Linked DNA regions of Mus musculus: region 1 is linked to region 2. The links are chromatin contacts, called in public promoter capture Hi-C maps. All regions are on one chromosome and are shown on one strand. Each heading gives the region's core, a stretch centred on a gene start, on an enhancer-like site or on the middle of the called end of the contact. The rest is flanking DNA. Distances are from core to core; before and after follow the strand shown. Region 1 holds the start of Plbd1 (phospholipase B domain containing 1). Region 2 holds the start of Gprc5a (G protein-coupled receptor, family C, group 5, member A).

Region 1 (7,244 bases), core at 3,733-6,232, 1.6 Mb before region 2:
TTGTTTTGTTTTGGTTTTGGTTTGTTTTTCTTTTTGTTTTTTTATATTTTTGGTTTTTCGAGACAGGGTTTCTCTGTATAGCCCTGGCTGTCCTGGAGCTCACTTTGTAGACCAGGCTGGTCTCGAACTCAGAAATCCACCTGCCTCTGCCTCCTGAGTGCTGGGATTAAAGGCGTGCACCACCACGCCCGGCTTGGTTTGTTTTTCAAGACAGGGTTTCTCTGTATAGCCCTGGCTGTCCTGGAACTCACTCGGTAGACCACGTTGGCCTCGAACTCAGAAATCCACCTGCCTCTGCCTCCCAAGTGCTGGGATTAAAGGCGTGCACCACCACTGCCTGGCTTGCTTCAACTTTTGAATGCTGATATCATTCCTCCTTCCTGTTTCCCTTTGCTCTGGGTGATGGCCCAGCCAGTCAGGGTTCGCTGCCCACTGTCAAGACCCTGAGGCCCTGTGGAACTGCTGAAGTGGCCACCGCATGCCCTTTAGCCATTTCCTTGGGGCACAGTAGTTACCGGCAAGTCAGGGTTCTGTCTTGGGCTCATCCGGGGCTGGAAAGATGGGCAAGCAAGCCAAGTCTAATCGCCTGAGTTCCATTTCTGATTCCTAGATGGTGTGAGGAGAAAACCAATTCCTGAGGGTTACCCTCGGATTCCGTCCAAGTGCTGCAGCATACACATGCCTCTCTCAGTGAGTTAAATATAGCTTTTTTTAAAATCTAAAAACAAATGCAACTTCTAGGAAATTCTATAACCTGGACTTAGAAAAAACAAACTTAAAAAAACAATTTAAAAATGGACTCAGAATGAAGCTTGAAGAATGTTTTTGTTTGTTTGGTTTTTTGTTGTTGTTGTTGTTGTTGTTTTGGTTGTTTTGTTTAGAGTTTGAAAGAAACATAACAGGACAGGGCAGACAGGCAAGCTAAGCTATAAATCTCAGTAGCTGCTAGGAGGAGGTAGAAGCGATTGCCTTCTTAAGTCTGAGGCCAGTGTGTTCAGAAATCAAGGCATAGGAGTTGGAGGACTTTAGACAGAGTGAGGAAGCCCAGAGTGCCAGGGAAAGCATGGGCTGCTGTCCAAAAGGGAAGAAGAAAAAGAGGGGGAAAAGAAAATTCTGTTTCGTTTTATTTTGCTTTCGTTGGAATTCAGAAAAGGGGGCGTGGCGCACGCCCTTGGAGAGTGCGGTTCCAGAAAGGCTTTGGGGGACAGACACTAAGGGATTATTATCCTTCCCATCCCGTCAGAACTTTTTTTTTTTTTCTTTCCGAGACAGGGTTTCTCTGTGTAGCCCTGGCTGTCCTGGAACTCACGTTCTAGACCAGATTGGCCTCGAACTCAGAAATTCGCTTGCCTCTGCCTCCCAAATGCTGGGATTAAAGCCGTGGGCCACCACAGCCCGGCTCCTAGGTAACTTAGTTTTTCTAGAGGGTCAGCCTCTGGGCCAGGCGGTTGACAGGGCCAACTGCGGACAACAGGATGTAATGTTCTAATCTTTGGAGCAGAGATGAATGTCGTGTCTCCACCCAGTGCCAGAGGAAGAAGCCATTTTTTTGAAGAGGAGGGGGCAGCTATCCCTCCAAGCACCTCCGTTTCTTCTAAATCCCAAAGAGGGACGAAGTTTTGGTGTTTTTTGTTTCCAGGGGAATGAGAGACTGTAGTGTGTGTGTTGGGGTCGTTGGGGGGTGGGGGAGGGGGTGGGGGAGAGGAGGAGGGTCTGTCCAACAGACTGTGTTCCTACTACTGCTCTGGCTCCTCCCTCGTGTACTGCTAGTCTCTGGAGGTGGGGATTGAACCCAGGTCCTCAGCACAGGCCAGGCAAGCACTCTAACACTAAGTGAAAAGGACCAGGGATTGTGAGGCTATGCCAGTGCCTGGCAAATACAGAAGTGGATGCTCACAGTCATCTATTGGATGGAACACAGAGCCCCTAAAGAAGGAGCTAGAGAAAGCACCCAAGGAGCTGAAGGTGTCTGCAACCCTATAGGTGGAACAACAATATCAACTAATCAGTCCTCCCAGAGCTTGTGTCTCTAGGTGCACATATAGCAGAAGATGGCCTAGTCGGCCGTCATTGGGAAGAGAGGCCCCTTGGTCTTGCAAACTTTATATGCCCCAGTACAGGGGAACACCAGGGCTAAGAAGTGGGAGTGGGTGGGTTGGGTAGCAGGGCAGGGGAATGGTATAGGGGACTTAGGGGATAACATTTGAAATGTAAATGAAGAAAATATCTAATAAAAAAGAAGTAGAAAGAAGAAGAAGGAGAAGAAGAAGAAGGAGGAGGAGGAGGAGGAGGAGGAGGAGGAGGAGAAGAAGAAGAAGAAGAAGAAGAAGAAGAAGAAGAAGAAGAAGAAGAAGAAGAAGAAGAAGAAGAAGAAGAAGAAGAAGAAGAAGAAGAAGAAGAAGAAGAAGAAGAAAAGGACCAGGGAATGTCTTAAAATTCATTTTTAGTGAAACTAGCATTTTCCAGGAGACTGGAATTTCTCTAGGAATCTCACACTGTGGCAAGTGAAAGACTGAGGCCTGGTGCTAGCCATAGAGGGGATGGGGTAAGGAGAGCTCAAAGTTAGGGTTAGAAAGCTAGGGTTTGTATTCCTGAGATTTCACATTGTTCTAAGGACTCTCAGGAGAAAATGGAACCAAACAATGGCGTTTCAATGATGGGCCAGAGGGTACCATCACCAGGACTGCTTGGCGTTCGTACCCTTTCCCCTCTATTTAAAGCTAGAGCTCAGCGGACAGTGGGGAGGCAGAGGCAGACGGATTTCTGAGTTTGAGGCCAGCCTGGTCTACAGATTGAGTTCCAGGACAACCAGGACTATACAGGGTGAATTCGGGGTGACTGAATCCCTTTGTTCATCTTCCCAAGGCAACTGTACTAAACGAAGCCCTTCTCTTTGTCTCTTTCATGAGTGTAGTGGGGCTGTGTTTTAGTTGCTCCCCGACTGCTGTGATAAAATATTGACTTGAGTAGGAGAGAGTGTATTTCGGGTTTCAGCCCTTCATTGAGGGAAAGTCAGGGCAGGAGCCTGGAGGCCATGGAGGAACACTTACTGCCTGGCCTCCAGGCTCCTATTCTGTGGCCTTTCTTATGTAGCCCAGGCCCACCCTGCTTAGAGATGGTCCTGACACAGGACTGGCCCTTTTGGTTACAATCAGCAACCAGACAAGTGTCTCACAACACGCCTATCGTCCAATTTGATGGAGGAAATTCCTCAGTTACTTTTTCTGAGATGTGTCAAGTGGACAACTAAGATTAGTGGTCACAGGGTGGGTGGCTGAGGCTAGCCCGTTAGGGCTGTCAAATCTCTGGTTTATGCCCTATTCATTCCAGTTGCAATTTTGAAACCAATATCCTTGGACCGTCTCACCTAGAGTTGGCTGTCACTATTCTTTTGGATGTTTAAAAACCTCAATTTAAGGGCTGGAGAGATGGCTCAGCGGTTAAAAGCACCGACTGCTCTTCCGAAGCTTGTGAGTTTAAATCCCAGCAACCACATGGTGGCTTACAACCATCCTTAATGAGATCTGACTCCCTCTTCTGGAATGTTTGAAGACAGCTACAGTGTACTTACATATAATAAATAAATAAATCTTTTTTAAAAAACGCAATTTAAGTATGTCAAAATGTACCACAAATTACTGTAACAGTGCTCTGCTAGGTTAGTACTTTTTACCTTGGGGAATACTGGACGTGGTCTGGAGGCACTTTCAAGGATGTTAAAGGCCTCAGAGTGCACAGGACACACTCACACACACGGACGGACACACACATATGCTCACTCATAACTGGACAGAATTTCAACAGTACTGAGTTTAAGAAAGTCTAATCCAATTAAACTGCTCGTTCAAAACAAGCCAACCACTTCATCGACTAGTCTGGTGTTCTACAGACCCGGTGTCATACAGGGCTCTATCCTGGAACACTGAAGTCAATAAATACTCGGCAAGCAAACCATCAGGTGGGTGAGCCCAGCCCCCATCAGGCATCCTGAAAGAGTCACCTCCTCTGAACACTTGTCTCCTTGGATCAGAAGGGTCAGTGAGGTCACAGAGTGGGATATGGAGACACACCTGCACTTTTTGGGGTGACACTTCACTAGCCACGTGCCATAGGACCCAAAGGTACCGTTCACCTTCGTTTTTATTTTATGTACAGTCCCTACAATGCCTGCAGCTTCTTTCTCCACTAAATGAATATTACCAAACGAAATTGTGATTTGTATTTCATAATTCACAGGTGTCATTTCTAGCAATGACAAATTTATTTCTTCCTCTAACAAAGGCACTTCTTCATTACTTTTTAAAAAATATTTATTTGTTTATCTGGATTTTTTATATTTTGGTGTTTGGAAACAGTGTCTCATTCAGTAGCCCAAATTGTCCTCAGACTTTCATTAATCCTCCTGCCTCGACTTCTGGAACGCTTTACAAACCCAGCTACAGTGGTTTGCTTGCCTGGGTTCAGTAGCAAAAGATGAGCTCAGTCAGCTTGAAGTCTGTTGCCTACTTCACAATGTCACCTAGGGCACCCTTGGCCAACTTCACAATGTTGCCTTCAGCGAGTCCTGCCCAGACATGGGTCTCTATGGAAGCTCAGGGGTAGATCTGCTTCTAGCCCCGCGTGAATCAGCTCCGCCCAATGAAGACACAAAGCTAAGGTCTGGAGGTGTTGAGCTCCTGAGGTCAGACAGGCTGGCGCAAGAAGCCCTGATTCCTGACGGATGAGGGACCTGAGAAGACAGAAGGCCACAGAATCCGACCTACGGGGAGGCATGCGACCCACTGCTGCCTCGGTTTCCTTATCCTCTGCTACAGGGACCAAGGCCACCTTTAACTGATTCCTTAGCCCTGAGCCCCACCCTCCAGGAGGCGACCAGAGAAAGCAGCACAGCCCCGGCACTTCCCAAAAGCGCGACAGAGAACTTTCCCGGCCTGGCCCACAGGTGGCTGGAGGGTCAGACCAGACGGAAAGGATCCGCCTCTCCTAGCCTGGGGCTCAGCAGGGCGAAGGTTGGTTCCCAAGGCCACGTGAAGCGCCCAAGCAGGCAAGACTAATGTCAGAAGAAAGTTAAGATCGGCCCGGCCTCTGCAACGCAGCGCCCTGCTACCATCCTCAAGTGCGGCTCTTGCAACAGCTGCCACCGCCGGCGCCAGCGGGACCTAATCCAACCAGGCCGAGGTCACAGCGGAGGAGCGATGTGCCACCGCAGCCCTGGCAGGAGCCTCAGGCCGCCATCGCCGCTGCTGCTGCTGCTGCCATTGCTGCTGCAGCCTCCCTGGGCGGCTGGCGCTGCCAGCCAGAGCGACCCAACAGGTGAGCAGAACGGCCGCCCGCGGACTAGGGGCGTTGCCCTGTACCCCCACGCCGGCGGCTGGCCAGAGTCCCAACAGCTTTGCATCTAGGGGCGTCTTGGGTCGTACTTCTTGGTGGGGAGCCTGGCGGGTTACGTTCCAGCCCTGAGGTGGATCAGCGGTGGCATTGAAGGAGGGTACAAGGGCTCTCCAACGTAAAATGTTTTGGCCTTAATTCTGTCCCATATCTTGTCCCGGACAACCTCGACTGGTCCAAAAGGCTCCAGTCCAGAGATTTTTCCAAATCAGACTGAGGTGTGATTTCGAGCTGACCTTTGTTCTGCTTCTAGAAGTAGACAAGTGACTTGGACTTAAGAGAACTGATAGCAAACTGGTTATGCCATCTTGATATGGGACAGGGCCAGAGCTTAAGGCTGCTGAGCTCTTCTGAATGGCCTCAGAATCCTAAAGTGGATTAAAGTCTCCGTTCTACTGCACAGAGGCTGCGACTGGGGGGAAGTCAGGAATTTGCCTAAGCGATAAGGTAGCTGGGTTGCCAGAGGGCACTGGTGTAATCCTTCCCTTCAGAAAAAACAGGCCTCAACAGGTGTCCTTCCAGTCTCACCCTTCCATTTGTAACAAGACCAAAATGAATTGTGGGATGCGTAGACTTGGAAGATTCTAAAAGTCAAATTCAGAGAGGACGACTGATTTCGTAATCGTCTCCTTGTTTGACCCATTCAAGAATAGGAAGGGACGCGGGCAGTGTCCCCTTTCAAAAGTCGCTGATTTTTCTCGTTACCGTCTCTCAACGAGTACCCGCACCCTTGCCATTTGGAAGTGTTTGCTTTCAAAGCCTGCTCCACTCATGTCTGGAAACTTCCCAGTGGGCACAGGCTTGTGGGATGAGAAGGGTCCGGAAGTGCCTGATGTCTCCCCTGATTTAGCTGTATGTTCTTTGGTCATCCCTCCCTACCCCCGCCACATGAGCGCTCACGCTCACACACACACACACACACACACACACACACACACACACACACCCTTTAGTCCAGAAAAGCTGCTGGTTCCTTACCATGGCCAGCAATCCTGAAAGGCTCCTCCACATGACAGCTTTGAGGACAGCTAAGGATGCCTGCCTGCAGTGTCTATTTGAAACAGATGGGATGTCCTTTCTCCCTCTTATCAGTATGTTATTTGTACTGTATTGAAGCTTCCTCAACCTGCCAGTAGATTACCCAAAATTTAAATCGTAAAAAAGCAGAGGCATTGCTATCTCCCAGGGCTCCCAAAGGAACCTAGCTCCGTACTGTGAGCTTAGTAGGCTGTGTCCTAACTGTTCCTCCTTTGCCCTGGTAAGAGAGAGATGAGCCGACCTCCGTGAGACTCAAAATGTAGCCCATTCCTTGGTAAAACTGGTTCTTCCTCTAGGCAGGCAGGGCTAAACTCCAGAAGTCAGTATTTGCATCATGCCAGCTGTGATCAGATCTCAGGGAGACGATTCACCCTGATACACGCCCAAGTCTGTCCCCAGATTCATCATTAATTATTCATTAGAAATATAACTGTCAGGCTGAGGGCCTGACTCATCTGCCCTGATTGGGCACTGGGAACCGGAATCAGCTGGTGGGAAGCACTTGCTAACCTGACTGTCATTTAGTCTCCATAAGGTGTCCCGGCCGGCAGACAACAGGTTAAAGCCAATGGCTACTTTAACTCTGACAGCAGTTATATATCTGAGTTCACTAAAATGGGCCTACTGGTTGCACCATGGCTTATTTTAACATGGAAATTCTTTATACTTCATTTAAGTATTTATGTATGTATGTATGTGTGTATGTATGTATGTATTTATTTATTTACTAAGACGGGATCTCATTATGTAGCCCTGGCTAGCCTAGAACTCACTGTGTAGACCAGGCTAACCTGGAACTCAGAGAGATCCACGGCACC
Region 2 (7,195 bases), core at 3,778-6,277:
TTAAATAAAGATGTGTGCCACCACCAGCAGGCCTTTCTTTTTTTTTTAAAGACTGGGTCTGAATATGTAAGTAACCTAAACTGACCTCAAAATCACAATCCTCCTGCCTCCAGCTCTTGAGTGCCAGGATTCCTGGTATACACTACCACACCCAGCATTCCAAGAGTGTTTTCTATACAAATAGGAATTTGGGGCTGTTAAAGGCCTTCTCAGACAAAATCATACTTCCTTCCCTTCTGCTCACAATAATGATGTATTTCTTCAAAGCTTGGTCTCAACATAACCTCTACTGGGAACTTGTATCACAGTATGGTTAATCCCACCTCATTCTAAACGCATCGGTCTCTTCCTAGCCCTGACAGTGAAGTACTCATTTTCCTGTATGCCTGGTAGTGACTATATGTTAACACCAGTAGCTAACAAGCTCCGTGAGGACACAGATCGAGTCCCCTGTCTGTTGGCATCTCTCTCTGTATGTGGTTCTGCACAGTGATTCTGAGCAAGTATTTTGGACTAAGATTGACTGCCGAATACTTCCTCAAGTGTGAGTAATAGGATGATTTATTTATTTGAGACAGAGTCTCATTCTCGTGTCACCAGGGCTGGCCTCAAACTCCTGACCCTCCTGACACCGTCTCCCAGGTAATGGGCTCTCATCCATGAGTTCCCACACCCAGCTAAAGGAGTAAGAGATCTTAAAAATGAATCTGTGCACATTTTTCTGACCCTCCTACGTTTATCCAGGCTGAGTTCTTCCAAGGGAGGAGTCCCACAAAAATGTTTCTGCAGCTGAAAAAGGATTAGTTAGGTGGGAAGTACCTCTGCGGGATCCCCTGTACGGGTAACCACCCCAGTTCCCATCACATAACCATGACACATCATGGCAGCGTCCTGTGAATAATGCTTTACTAACATAACTGAGTTGAGTCTCTAGGCAGTGATTGGTGGGAAGAAAACCATCATCATCATCACCACCACCACCACCATCATCATCATCATCATGGCACCAAAACAGACGGAGACAAGTTTGAGAACGAGGCTCAGGGCCATTTTCCACTTTCATACAGTGCCTGAGAGTGGGGCCATCTTACTCTTACTCCAAACAAAGCTGTACTATAAAGTAGACTTTCATGAGAGAGTGCAATAAAATACTAGAAATCACTGTGTGATGGCACACACCTGGGCTCCCAGCAAGTTCAAGGTAAAACCCAGACCAACAAAACAAAATGAATCCGAGATCCACCACGGTAAAGAAGAAAAGCATCATAATGAGAAGACGTTAAAATGTATGTACGTCATGTATGTGTGGCTGTGTGCTAACATGCAGAAGCCAGAGAAGGACACTAAACGTCCTCCTCTATGGCTCTCTTCCCTTGGGACAGAGTCTCTCTGTACAGGAAGCTCACTGTTTTCTTGGACTGGCTGGCTAGGGAACTCCCGGGATCTGTTTGCCTCTGCATCCATGCATGGCCATCTGCTGCCATGGCCTGGGTTTTACACGGGTGCTAACTCATGATCCTAACTCTCATCCTCATACCTACGCATCAAGCACTCTCTCTTACCCACTGAGACATCTCCTCAGCCCCTATAGACTTTTTTAAATTAGTCCTCGGCAGATGCCATACATAAAATAAATAACCAGCAAAATCACGAGAATGTTTTCTGGATACTTTACCAGAAACACTGTCTATCTTCATACCAATCATATCTCCATTATTAACCAAAGAATTCACACTCTCAGAATCTGCACTTGTCAAGCACTTTGTATAGCAGCTATAAGTAGCAGGGGCTTTTACTATTTATTTATTTATTTATTTATTTATTTATTTATTTATTTATTTATTTATTGGTTGGCTGGTTTTTCGAGACAGGGTTTCTCTGTATAGCCCTGGCTGTCCTGGAACTCACTCTGTAGACCAGGCTGGCCTCGAACTCAGAAACCCACCTGCCTCTGCCTCTGGAGTGCTGAGATTAAAGGCATGCCCCACCATGCCCCGGGCAGGGGCTTTTAGAAGCCATGAACTTGTAACTTGAATGTAGCCACAAATGATACAAAAGCAAATGAGTTTTAATAGATCCCCATGAAACTCGTCATTAAGAAGGAAGAAAACGAACGTATGGGCCACTTTGGACAACAGACCATAGTTGCTACCCCTTCTCTATCAGATGGAATCTATCCAAATGGTCACACATGTTTGCCAAAAACTGAGTGCAGTTTAGAACAGAGTGATCTGAAATTCTAAAATAAACATACAGATTCCGTGCCTTGGGTCACACCTGCACTCCAGCCACTTGAGATGTGAAAGAGGAGAAGCACTTGAGCCTGTGAGATTAAAATACTCCAGGGCAATGGATCAAGCCTTGTTCGAAGGAAGGAAGGAAGGAAGGAAGGAAGGAAGGAAGGAAGGAGAAGGAGAAGGGAGGGGAGGGGAGGGGAGGGGAGGGAAGGGAAGGGAAGGGAAGGGAAGGGAAGGGAAGGGAAGGGAAGGGAAGGGAAGGGAAGGGAAGGGAAGGAGGCAGGCTATAAAAGTAAGGATAAGGTGGGCATGGTAGAGCATGCCTGAGTCTCAGCTCTTGGGAAGCAGAGTTCAGGCCAACCCCGGCCATAGAGTGAGTTGCAAGAGTTCAGGCCAGCCAGGCTATATCGTGGGTTACAAGCTGGTCAGGGTCACAAAGAAACCTCGACTCAAAAAGAAAAAAGGTGGTAGGGGAGCAATAAAAATGCAAACACTGGGCTTTCAGAGGGTAGCTCAGGCCTGTAATTCCATCACTCAGAAACCAGAAGTAGATCTGACTGGGGCAGCCTCGTGTGCACAGTGAATTCCAGGTCAGCCATGGTTACCTGAGTCCCTTTCCTAAAAGGGTAACACCAATGGGCGAGATGGCTCAATGGTAAAGGTGTTTGCTGCCAAGTCTAAGGACCCAAGTTCCTCACACAAGACACCATTAATTCCCTCAAGTTGTCCTTTGACCACCAGATGTGCAGTGTGGCGTGTTCACACCAGGGAGACAGAGGCACAGCAACAAAGAGAGACACAGAGACAGTCAGGCAGACAGAGAGACACACAGAGTCAGAGTCAGAGACAGACAGACAGACAGAAAGACACAGAGACAAAGAGAAACAGAGACAGAGAGACAATCACACAGAGTCAGTGACAGAGAGAGAGAGTCAGAGAGGACAGAGGCAAAGAGACAGAGAGACACACAGAGACAGAGACAGACAGACAGAAAGAGACAGAGAGAGAGAGCACTCAAACAAACAAAAGCCAGCGTTGCTCTGATCCCCTCAAGTGAAAAACTGTTCTGTTTGCCCCCACCCACTGCCCCTGCTCTCTGTGGATCTTCAGAAAGAGCAGAAATCCCCAATCCACATTCCTCTTCACACTCTGTTATCCTCAATTACCTCTCAAGAATGGAATGAAGGCGCACATTTTTTTCAACCTGCTGCTTACGGATACTGTGCAACTACAGACAGGCAGGACCTACACACAGAAAAGACGCTTGCCTACGACTCCTCAGCATAAGGACCTGGCGGCAGGTGGCTGCTGGATAAATGACTGCAGAACCAGGAAACACAGGGCTGCCTGGAGCCAGGTAGAGACCTTTTCTTGGGAAGTCAGAGACAGCTGTGGCCATTCCCTTTGGGCCTGGGGGCCAGCCTCTCCATTCCCTCTTTGATCCTAAGGCACCTCCCAACCCTTCCTCCCCTCCCCTTCCTTCTCTCTATCAGTGATGGCCAGTACAAAAACCCCTAAGGGTGAAGTGTTGGCCTCACCCTCCCCTCCACCTTCCCAGGCCATTGTATCTGAAGTGGCTAAAGAATTCTCCTTCAGTAAAGAGCAAAGAAGAGACTGTTTCCAGAGAACCTTTCACCAGGCTTCAACAAAAGCCTCAGACACTTGCCTGGAGAAAAGGCAGGCAGGCACGGTGATGGTCCTTCAATTACCTGCTTCCAGGCAGGCTTTTGCCATTTGGGAGCCTTCTACCATGAGACCGATACCTGTTATCCCAACACTCTGCAAACTGAGGCAGAATGGTGGTTACAAGCTCGAGGCCAGCCTGAATGTCTAAAAAAAACAAACAAACAAAAAAAAACAACAACAACAAAACAACAACAAAAAAAAAAAACAACTGCTGTTTCCTGTCTTTCCATTCAATGTGATCTGCCAGCCTCCTCCTGCCTGTGTCTCTTCTCCTCCGGGAAGACAAGCTTTTCACCCCCTCTTGTTAAAGAGAGACAGGGTCTTAGAGACTGGGGCAACAGGAAAAGTAAGGGATGGGGTGGAGGAACAACACGCACATGAGAAGGGGGGGGGGGCGTTGAGGTGAGTCACTTCCTGACCTCCACGGCCTTCGCTCCTTTGGGAAGGAAGCGGCTGGCATCCTCTCCCTCTACCCCTCTATTCATTCACAGACCCTTGAAACTCAGATGGGAGTTGAAAGCATCATAGCCCATCTTCCACCCACCAGTGGCTACATAGAACCTGTGGGAGGGGCCTAGTACAGTTCAAGACGGACCTCTCTTTTAATATTGGTATTTTAAACTACTGTTTTGTATCTGGAGACAGAGACTTATATAGCCCAGGCTGACCAGGAACTCACAGTAGAGTCAAGGCTGGCCTTGAACTCTTGATTCTTCTGCATCTACCTCCCAGGTGCAGAATTACAGGCCTGTGCTACAGTTTCTAACTGTTTGCTGATTGGTCTTTCCCCTCTGTTTTAGCCCAGAGAACACATTCAGAGGTGAGAGAAGTTAAGGACATTCCTTTCTCGGTTTCATCTGTTTCTCCTAGCCAGCTGTAGTCCATCACGGGCTGTACTGTCTCAGTTCTCCTTCCCCAAGGCTCCCCACGCCCCACTCTCCGGATTTAAAACTGGGGCCCGGAGCGCGCTCCTGGGTAAACCCCTCTTACCTGGGCGCCGCGGCGCTCGGGGTGAAGCGAGAACTTGCGACTCACGCGTGAAAGGCGAGAGCGCTCAACCCCTGGCTACTGGGCAGGTCCTGGGACAAGGATCCCGCCTTGGCCGCGCAAAGCGGTTATAAAGGCTTCTGTCGCCGGAGGGAGGGAGAGGGTGAACCGAGGGACAAGGGGCGGGGGCGGGGCGGAGGGAGAGGACACGCCTAATCCAGTTCCGCGGCACTTCTCGCTGTTGTGAAAATAAAGTCACCGTGCCAGAGAATGAACTGAAAGCCTCCCTGACGTCAGAAGCACAGTCACTCATGAAATAGGTGGCGGGGTTGCGGGGGAAGCACCCTAGACTGCCAGGCGTAGCTCTCGACGAGTGTTCAGGTCGGTCCCAGAGCTCCCGCCCTTATGAAAAGAGCCACACGGTGAACCCAGCTACGGATGAGCGCTGCTGGCTGTCATCTCCTGGAGGGAACCACACCCATCCTCCCTGAGGGCACTATAGGGCCCCAAGGGCAAAGACTTAAGCCAGCAGCTCCAGGCAGCTCCTTTGTTACTTTCTGTGGGAGAAGTTGGTCTTTATTTCCCCTTGGCGGCACCTGTCTCTCCATCACCCACTCCTTCCTCCGGTGAGCAGGGAGAAGCCAAGTTTAAATGGGAAGAGACAGCCACTCACTCTCCTGTGGGTCCCCCAGTCGCGGCTAAAGAGTAAAGACCAAGGAAAAGTTGAGACGCTTCAGCAAGGCCCTTCTTGGAACTGTCGCATAGCCAAGTTAGCATGGCCTGACTGAGAGATCATATCGCCTTTCTTTTAACCACCTCTCCAAAAGTTTGACAAAGCAGTTGATAGGAACAGAGACGCCAGATAAAATTTTGAAATGAAGGAATTTGCCTTTGGTGTCTGATTCCTCCTGCTTAGGTAGGGGCCCGCAGCGCATCCATTATCAGGCCAGTCCGGCTGAAACCTGCCTGCTCCGTAGTCAAAAAGTCCTGGAATGTCAACGCACTGGACCAGGTTTACCCCGTTGGTTGCGTTGGTGGGCAGCGGGGGAACTAAGCTTTTTAGGTAGTAGGGAAGGCCTGGAGCAGGCCTTCTAAGTGCTTTAGTTCAGTTTTAATACAATTTTTCATGTATGGCGACCCCCAGCCATAAAATTATCTTTGTTATTACCTCATAACTGTAATTTTGCTTCTGTTATGAATCTTAATATACATATCTGTGCTTTTTACTGGGCTTAGGTGACCCCTGTGAAAAAGATGTTTAACCCCTACAAGGGGCTGAGACCCACTTTTCTCCACACCCTTAAATGCTTTTTAAAATGTAACAAACAATCTTGCCAGATGGTAGGGGCTCACAACTTTAATCCCAGCACTCCTAAGGGAGAGGCAAGCAGATCTCAGTGAATTGGAGGCCAGTCTGCTCTACACAGTGAGTTCCAGAACAATCAGGGATGCACAGAGAAACCCTGTCTCAAAAAAAGAAAAGAAAAGAATAAAATGTAACAAGCCAGGCCTGGCGCGGGGCACCTCTGTAACGCCAGCACTTGGGTGGTAGAAGCAGGTAGAAAAACACTTCAAGGCCAGTTTCTACTACATAGGAGTTTGAGGTCACCTGAAGGTGACTTGCTGCAAATGACAGTTCGAGTCAGCATTTGGGAGACTGAAACAGGAAGATGGCCACCGGCCTGAGCCACATAGGTGATATAGGGCAACGGGAAAGGGGGAGGGGGGGCTACTCTCAAGAGCCTGACTCAAAAAGGCAGAGGAGATGGGAAGGTGGCTCAGCCAATAAACTACGTGCTGCCTAACCTGATAACCAGAGTCCAATTCCCAAAATCGGCATGAAGGTCAACCAAGTCCAAGAAGAGAACCAAGACTGTAAAGTTGTCCTCTGACCTACACACAGGACCATGGTGAGTGCTACACACACACGCACATACACACACACACACACACACACACACACACACACACACCAATAGAAAGACTCTTCATGAGCTTATGCTGTGATGTATAAGGTACTGGTTCAAACACCAGAGCCAAAACAACCTAAATCTTTGGAGTCTATATTTCTATTGATCTCGTACCTAAGAAACCGCAGTCAATATTTAACTTGGCCATCTCCCTTGTGGCCTGCAGGTCAGAGGTCGTCAAGTTCTCCTCCTCTCCTGGGGTTCACCAAGAGACAGGGGCCTGGGGAAAGGGCTTGGGGAATGATGAGACCGGAAAGGGCTTCTCTCTAAACTTCTACAATCTCATCTATAGAAACTGAAGCTAGACCAGTATCC

What was found. Promoter capture Hi-C pulls out the DNA fragments that hold promoters and counts their contacts.
Region 1: a promoter capture Hi-C map of second pharyngeal arch cranial neural crest shows a contact between it and region 2, with 5 times the contacts expected there. The contact joins the promoter of Plbd1 here to the promoter of Gprc5a in region 2. A contact is called at or near these places in 3 of 39 promoter capture datasets (cranial neural crest, hippocampal neurons and second pharyngeal arch cranial neural crest).

Annotation. Positions count from the first base shown.
Region 1 is chr6:136,659,631-136,666,874 of GRCm38.p6, reverse strand. It overlaps Plbd1 (phospholipase B domain containing 1), which reads left to right and starts at 4,982. Exons shown (of 11, transcript NM_025806.2): 1 at 4,982-5,313. The coding sequence starts at 5,196.
Region 2 is chr6:135,063,494-135,070,688 of GRCm38.p6, reverse strand. Gprc5a (G protein-coupled receptor, family C, group 5, member A) reads right to left here and starts at 5,027. Exons shown (of 4, transcript NM_181444.5): 1 at 4,914-5,027.